Regions from separate parts of the Mus musculus genome. Here region 2 is linked to region 1. A link is a contact called in public Hi-C data. All regions are on one chromosome and are shown on one strand. The core of a region is the stretch at or near the end of the contact, and the rest is flanking DNA. Distances in the headings are between cores, read along the strand shown. Region 1 overlaps Thsd4 (thrombospondin, type I, domain containing 4). Region 2 overlaps Thsd4 (thrombospondin, type I, domain containing 4).

What was found. Hi-C and Micro-C count contacts between places; a contact is called where the count stands out from the background.
Region 2: a Hi-C map of the G1E-ER4 cell line shows a contact between it and region 1, with 2.0 times the contacts expected there. The contact joins two enhancer-like sites. A contact is called at or near these places in 6 of 484 Hi-C or Micro-C datasets (the G1E-ER4 cell line, cerebellar granule neurons, nephron progenitors and 2 more), 3 of 115 datasets of contacts at active chromatin or transcription factors (astrocytes, embryonic basal ganglia and embryonic stem cells) and 1 of 9 other capture datasets (embryonic stem cells).

Annotation. Positions count from the first base shown.
Region 1 is chr9:60,279,091-60,282,915 of GRCm38.p6, reverse strand. All of the region lies in intron 6 of Thsd4 (thrombospondin, type I, domain containing 4), which reads left to right. Among named protein-coding and RNA genes, the nearest start is that of 2010001M07Rik, 53 kb to the left of the region's middle. Within about 2 kb of position 1,420, at least 12 of the 459 cell types and tissues checked have an H3K27ac peak or open chromatin away from gene starts, as enhancers often do. A contact at or near this core is called in the G1E-ER4 cell line and uterus, where this site is marked.
Region 2 is chr9:60,457,003-60,460,941 of GRCm38.p6, reverse strand. All of the region lies in intron 3 of Thsd4 (thrombospondin, type I, domain containing 4), which reads left to right. Among named protein-coding and RNA genes, the nearest start is that of Thsd4, 52 kb to the left of the region's middle. Within about 2 kb of position 2,386, at least 58 of the 459 cell types and tissues checked have an H3K27ac peak or open chromatin away from gene starts, as enhancers often do. A contact at or near this core is called in the G1E-ER4 cell line and uterus, where this site is marked.

The DNA.
Region 1 (3,825 bases), core at 171-2,670:
AGAGATGGACTAGCAGTTAGGAGCACTTGTTCTCTTGAAAAGGACCCAGGTTCGATTCCCAGCACCCACATGGCACCTAATAACCATCTCTACCTCCAGTTCTATAGGATCTAAAAACTTACTTCTGACTTCCACAGGTACCATGCACATACACGCACATACATATTATACATATATACATGAAGATAAAACATTCATCAATCCAATAAAATACAATTTTTAAAATTTTAATACATTAATAAAATATTTATTCAGTGTGTGTGTGTTGAGCATGTGTATGTGTGTGTGTGTGTACACATGGAGGCCTCAAGAGACCCATCACGTGTCATTTTCTGTCACCCTCTACCAATTCCTATGAAAATAAGCTCTCTCCATGAACTTGGGGTTCCCGTTTTCCCAATTGCACTGGAAGTCAGCAAGCCCCAACAGTCTCCTGTCTCTGCCCCCTCATTGCTGGGGTTACAGGCATGGGCAAGATGCCTAGCTTGCCCTATAGGATCTCTATTATGGGTGCTAGGGTCAAAATCTCAGTCCTCACGACTGTACAACAAGTGCTTTTAACTACAAACCATCTCTCCATCCCCTCAACTTTATTTTTAAAAAGCATGTGTGTGTGTGTGTGTTACATATATATATCTCCATATGTGTGGTATGTGTGCTGTGGAGGGGAGGGGGCAGAAGTCAACCTCAAGTGAGTTGTTCATCTTGTTTTCTAACACAGAATCTCTAACTAGACCCTAGGGCTCACTAATTAGGTTAGGCTGGCTGGCTAGTGAACCCCAGGGATATGTCTGCCTGCCTCCTCAGAGCTGGGGTTGTAAATGTACAAATCACCCTTAGCTTTCCAGAGGGCACTAGGGATCCCACACAGCCCCTCCTGCTAGCACAGCAAACACTTCCCACGGAGCTCTCCCCCAGCCTTCTAACTACATGGTACTACTGCGCCCCCTCTGAAGGGCAGGAGCTCTTCCTCCTGCTTCTGAAACAGCTTTGGATGATGAACCAGGATCCTTGAGTTCTCAGCCCAGTGCTGTGTAGGACTTAACTCCGGGGAAATTGCCCTTCTGTGACTATGGAATCTAGGCAGATGTTCTTAAAGTCCACTCTCTTCACAAAAATCTGTGACTGTGTGGTGGGTCTCTGACTTTTTTTTTCCTGAGGGTCATAGGCAGTTCATGGAAGAGGGTGTTGCCACCAAGAGGGAGGGTTTTTTTGGGGGGGATAAAGCATTATGCACACACAAATGTTGCACCCTTGGTCCCTGGGAATTAAAGTCATGATTTTACAAAATGCCGACTGCTGGTCGGCAATCAGTTGTGAGGTCACTGGAATAACCGTTCCTCGAGATGTTTTATGAACACTGGAAGGAATTCCGTTCCAAGCTAGGTCAGAGGGTAGATTGGAATATGCAGAATGCTGCCTTGTGTTTTGTTCTGTAGAACAGCTGTGCGGGGAGCGGAGTGATGCACGGCCATCCCCAGGGGGATGCAGACACGTGTTTCTGTGCTTGGCGCCTCTCCCCTGATGCCCTGGCCTGTGAAGTGAATGAGCTCTCAAACGGGGGATGCAGTGGGAAGCATAATTCTTGTAGAACACTAACTTTCCATGGTTTTTGTCTTCATAGTTAAGCAATCCTATCTTAGAGGGAGGCCAGATGAATAAGAGTGGCAGGGGGGGGGGGGACACTGGTGGGTACTGGTTACTTATTAATCCTCCAAACATGAGACAGGAGCTAACCACATTCTGTGTGCCAAGGAATGGGCACAGTAACAGAGGACCATAGATACTCAGCTCAGCTTCCAATTAAGAAAGTGTTCTCTAGGCTAGGGAGATAGCTCGCTCAGTCTGCGGAACCTGAGTTCAATCCCTAGGCATGGGGGTACACATTTGTAGCCCTGGGACTGAGGAGGCAGATATAGATAAGCCACTGAGGTTCATTGGCGAGCCAGCCTAGCCCAGCCCAGTGAGGTCCAGATCAGTCAGAGACTGGGACTCAAAAACAACAACAAAACAAAAACAACAACAAACAAACAAAAACCCCAACAACAAGAAGATAGATATCACCTAAGAAACAGCAACCAAGCTCGTTCTCCAGATACATGGATATACACGGGGACTTGTAAAGCATGTGGACACACCACACACACACACACACACACACACACACACACACACACACACACACGGTAGAGGAGCAACAGAGACACAGAAAGAGAGAGATACACGCATATACAAAGATGGTTCTGGGGGCAGGGTCTTGTCTGCCAGTTCAGCTATCAGAAAAGCTTCCATTATCTCAGGGGAGTCCAGGGCATCCCAGCAACTTCCTGAGAGTTGTGCTAGATTGCAGCCTGAGAATGAACAACGCCAGGATACACACTGAGTTCTAGAAAAGATGATACTTGTAGGGATGAGGTCAGCTTACTCACTTGGTCTACAAAGGACAACCAAGGCTACACAGAGAAACCATGTCTCAAAAAACCAAAAAAAAAAGAAAGGAAGGAAGGAAGGAAGGAAGGAAGGAAGGAAGGAAGGAAGAAAGAAAGAAAGAAAGAAAGAAAGAAAGAAAGAAAGAAAGAAAGAAAGAAAGAAAGAAAGAAAGAAAGAAAGGAAAGAAAGACAGGCGATGAGGGTGAACGCCCAATCTCTGTTTATAACCGTGCAAAACAATTCTCAGAGACAAGTCATTAGTCAAGCAAGAGACCACTCACAGATGGTGGCTTGGGCTGCAAGTGGACGTGAAGAGGGGGATGGTGGATCGTTAGTCATCATCTGCAGATAGGCTGCTGGGATCCTATCCTGCCCGAGGGCTGATGTCAGGTGTGCTATAGGGGCTTAATGTTGTATGTCTTGCAGTACCTAGGGAAAGTCACAGGAAGTGTCAAAAGTGACAAAGAGGATCTTACCCAAACCTTCACACTTCTCTTCTTTCCAGCCCTGGTCCCTAAAGCCCAAACAACTGTGGACTGTTGCAATTGCATGCCCTCCATCAGGGATTAAACATTACCTACTGGGGCCAGCAAGATGGCTGGGTGGGTTAAGCTCCTTTGCCATACAAACCAAGCCACCCGAGTCTGGTCCCTGGAATCCACATAAAGGTGTGATAAGAGAGCTGACTTCACAGACTTATCTCTGACCACCACATGCCCACCATGCATGCATCGTGCACATGCGCACAAAGATAAGAAAATTAAAACTGCCTGCCAGGACCCAAGCATCCCAAGGAGTGTCTGTGAAGAGAGATTACAGGCAATCTTTTCATCTAGGTAGGTTAGTCAGTTTTCAGATGGGGAGGCGAGATAGAGTAGCGCATGCAGGCACGAACACACACAAAAGGCAAACAGCACAAGGCAGGAAGTACATTCCTCCACATCTCCCTGCTTCCTTTCTCCTGTGTCTTCAGGTCACAGCCGATGTGCCATCCTCTGGGCAGCCTTCTCTGACCTCCCCACTTTTTTTTTTTTTTTTTTTTTTTTTTGCCTTTTCGAGACAGGGTTTCTCTGTATAGCCCTGGCTGTCTGGGAACTCACTCTGTAGACCAGGCTGGCCTCGAATTCAGAAATCCACCTGCCTCTGCCTCCCGAGTGCTGGGATTAAAGGTGTGTGCCACCAAGCCCGGCTGACCTCCCCAGACTTGATTAGCTGTTTCTGACTCTGCCCCCTCTCAGCCTGTGCTCCACACTGCCTGTGTCTGCTGGTCCCGGGGTTTGCGTTTCTCTTACCCTCAGCCTCGTACAGTGTTCACATGTGTAGCTTGGCTCTTTACCAGCCCTGCAATGGAGAAGACAGCGTTCTTCCCACCAGATTTGTTGTGTAGAAGAAGGA
Region 2 (3,939 bases), core at 1,137-3,636, 180 kb before region 1:
CTTCCACTGAAGCCTTTCCAGAGAAGAGGGCAAAAGCTGAGAGAGTTAAGTGGCCTTCCCTGTGCAGCCCCAATTACCCCTTGTGTCTTTCTCTGTGGACCTGCCTGTTAGGTGCCCCCTACCAGGGTGATCGGACCTGATTGACCTGCCCTTTGTCCTTCCCCTGGAGCTAAAGACAGTGCTGGCAAAGCAGCATGTTGGGATGGAAGGGGCCCTGGCGATCAGATGCTATAGCTTGCCAAGCGCTGGACCAGTTTAGTCTCTCCCAGATGTGTACGTCCAATGACAGTGACTGTGGCCATGGAATTAGAGACAGATGCTTAGCTGGCCATGGGTAGATATTAAATTGTTTTAAGCTATGCAAACTGGGTTTCTCATGCAAAGCTTGCTTCAACCTTACGTCAGCCTTCACATTTGCATCTCTATAGAGAATGAAATGAAAGCAGCCTGTAGCTTGCTCATTTCTATTCGTAACCGCGAGCCATGAGCTGTGGTTATTCTGGCCGTCCTTTACCCTGCACACTGCAGGCCAGATGATCCTTCCTAAACTTTCAAGGGGTTTTAGAAGCTTTTTTTTTTGCCTGCTCCTTTGTCAACTCATGTTCATAAGGTCCAAGGGCTAAAAGGGTTCGATATCATTAGAGAGTTAGGCTCATTGGAAGGCATCTAGACATTTGGGGCAGTGGTAGTTTATGCCTGTGGGCCTGATGTGATCATTAATAACACCCCCGTTCCTCTTAAAAGGGTCCTAGTTTGATGGTGAATTACAGTTACCCTGCTTATGCATGCCAAGTGCTTCTGTGTTAGAAGGGGTGGGCAGACAGTTTGTCATGGGTAATTTAAAGTGAGTTAAGACCCGAGGCTGAGGGTATAGGTGTTTAGACAGGGAAGGACCTTTTTGGGCCTGGGATAGACTGGGGAAGGCCAGGCAGACCTTGGGTGATTCAGAAGCTGGAGATGGCTCAAAGGAAAGGGTGAGGGTGGGAGCATGGGGGAAGGGTGGGAGCAGAGGGAGAGTGTTGAGCACCTCAGAAAGTTCCTCCAGGGAGCCTAGAGTCTGCTGGAGAGGTGGGAAGGGCAGACCTGGGGGATGGGAGGGTACTGGGGGACACATCCTTGACTTAAAGGCCAAAAAGACCAGTAGGGCTCCTGGCCTGGAAAAGCAAAGGTTGAAAGGAAGATTCTGGGAGTGCGGAGATGACTCGGTGGTTGAATTGCCTCCTGCGTGAAGACTGGAGTGCAGATCTTTGAGCCCAAGTGAAATCCAGGTAGGGCAGTGGTCTTACACGCGTTCTCGCGACCGGCCAGGAAGAACACAACAAACCGGAATCTTCTGCGGCAAAAGCTTTATTGCTTACATCTTCAGGAGCATGAGAGCAAGAGCAAGAGAGCAAGAGAGAGAATGGCGAAACCCCGTCCCTTTTTAAGGAGAATTATCCTCCGCCTAGGACGTGTCGCTCCCTGATTGGCTGCAGCCCATCGGCTGAGTTGCCGTCACGGGGAAGGCAGAGCACATGGAGTGGAGAACTACCCTTGGCACATGCGCAGATTATTTGTTTACCACTTAGAACACAGGATGTCAGCGCCATCTTGCAATGGCGAATGTGAGGGCGGCTCCCCACACAGTGGTCACCCGCAGTCTCAGCTCTCTGGAGGCAATGGAGGCTGGCTAGCTAGAGCAAGTAGAATCAGTGAGCTTCGGGTTCAGTGAGATACTGTGCCTAAGTATATATGGTGGGAAGACATTCATGAAGGCAGCCTCTGCCTTCTTCAGGCATACATGAGCGTGTAAACCCTTCTCCTGATCTCTCTCTCTCTCTCTCTCTCTCTCTCTCTCTCTCTCTCTCTCTCTCTCTCTCTCTCACACACACACACACACACACACACACACACACACACACCACAGCAAAGAAAAGAATAAAGAAAAGGAAGTTCACTATCCTTGCCTTGATGGTCACTCAGCCATCTGCCAATGGCAGGCAGATTTTAGCGCATGGAGACTACCTCTGCCTATTCTCCACTATGTACCCACTGCCTGCCCCTCTCCCACGTTCCATGCCATTAAGCAGGGCAATTAAAGATTTTTACACACGGCTGCACGTGACAAATGGATGTTCCGGTCTCTTGATTTCTGCTGAGCAGAAGCTTCCAGCCAAGAGTCGACACGAGCCTGCTGCTTCAGCGTGGGTCGGGACGATTATTTCAACAAGATTTTTGACAAGGAAATAAAACTCAAAAGTCATTTCCAGGAGCCTGTGGTGAAGTCGGAACATATGCGGTTCTCTGGGGGCTGTCAGGGAAAGACTCTGCAGGGTGTTTATCTGTGTTCTGGGCGGGTGACCACTGTATATTTGGGTGGGCGATATCTGCTGAGCTGTCTGGATCAGAGCAAGAGCTCCATGTCCCTGCTTCCTGTCTCCTCCCTCCTTGCTTCCTCCCTTCCCTTTCCCTCTCTATTCTCTTCCTGTCCATCCTCTCTCTTCCACCTCCTTCCTTCTATCTCTTTCCTGTTCTCCTCTCCTCCCCCTCCCTTTCTTTCAGTTCTTTCCTCCTTCTCTCTTCTCCTCCCTCCCTCCTTTCTCTCTTTCTGTAGCTCTCTCTCTCCTCTGTTTCCCTTATCTCTCCCTCTCCTTCTTTTCCTATGATCTTTCTCCTTTCCCTTTTTGCATTTAATTTAGCTTCTGAGACAGGGTCCCACGGTGCATTCCAAGCCAGCCTGGAACTCACTGTGCTGTTGCTTCTGACTGCTCAGTGCTGAGGTTACAAGTGTGCACCAACCTGCCCAGTGCTTTATTACTTTCTAGTAAGGTCTGTCCATGCCAACTCTAGGGTCCCACTGTAAGCAAGATGATGTCATTTTTCTGCCTTCACAGCAGTACGGTCCTTAGGGTCAGAGCACTCTTCTTTTACAGAGGAAGAACTAAGCTTCAGAGCGAGCGGTTAGGGACTAGTTGTATGTTTTGTTGAGCCCATTTCTGGGGTGGTTGTCATCAAGCAGGGGTCCCTAGGGATGCTGCTGGCAGAGCAATGTGAGCTCCTTGCTCCCTAGCCTGCTGGGTGGATCCCGTCTATCCGCTGGGTGATCGCTGCTAAGCAGTGCAGGCGCTTGGACTCTGCGCTCAAAGTCCCTGTTTGGGTGAGCTCTGGTGGAGCCTGGCATCTCCAAGATTCTTGATTTTTGTCTTAAGGCTCCGAGAGTAATCATTCTTAAAAGCGTCACGGGTTGAAGCTCTCCCTGGAGACGAGAGCTCCCGGAACCCCCAAAATGGATCTGAAAGTCTCATTTCGTGGAGTGTGGTGCTGATGGCTGCTGTGACTATTCCAAGCTGCTTCCCTGGGGGATGCTGGAGCTTATCCAAGCCAGCAGCTGCTGGACGGTGGGCTCCTGGGCTTCCAGTCTCAGCAGGCTTCAGGCTGCTTAGTGGAGGCTATGATAGGATTAGAGATGCTAGCTGGAGTAGCATAATCAGACCCCAGCCATCCCTCCCTCTCTCCCTCCCTCCCAGTGCGGGGTAGAGACCGCTCATCAGTTGATCCTGGTACTTATTTAGCTGTGCCCTGGCTCGGGGGCCCTTCCCTTTCCCTGTAGCACAGCCCTCATCAACACCACCCACTAGTGTTTGGGTTTTGTGTTTGCCAAATTTAGACAGATCTAGGAGCCTATCTCAAATCAAAGCTCTGAAATATCTGTGAAACTCATACTACAACTTCACTGGGAAGTTCTTGGTCTTGGTTGTGGGTTAGAATCATTTAGGGGGATAAAGCAATAACAACAATGACAACAACAATGACAACTTACCTACCTGTGGGGTCATTTGTAGGTACATTGGATGCCAGTGTCTGGAAGTAGAGTTATAGCTAGGCAGCCTGAAGTATATCGTGCATGATTCTAAGGTACAAATAGGACTGGGAACATGGGTCAGAGGCATCTGCCTAGGG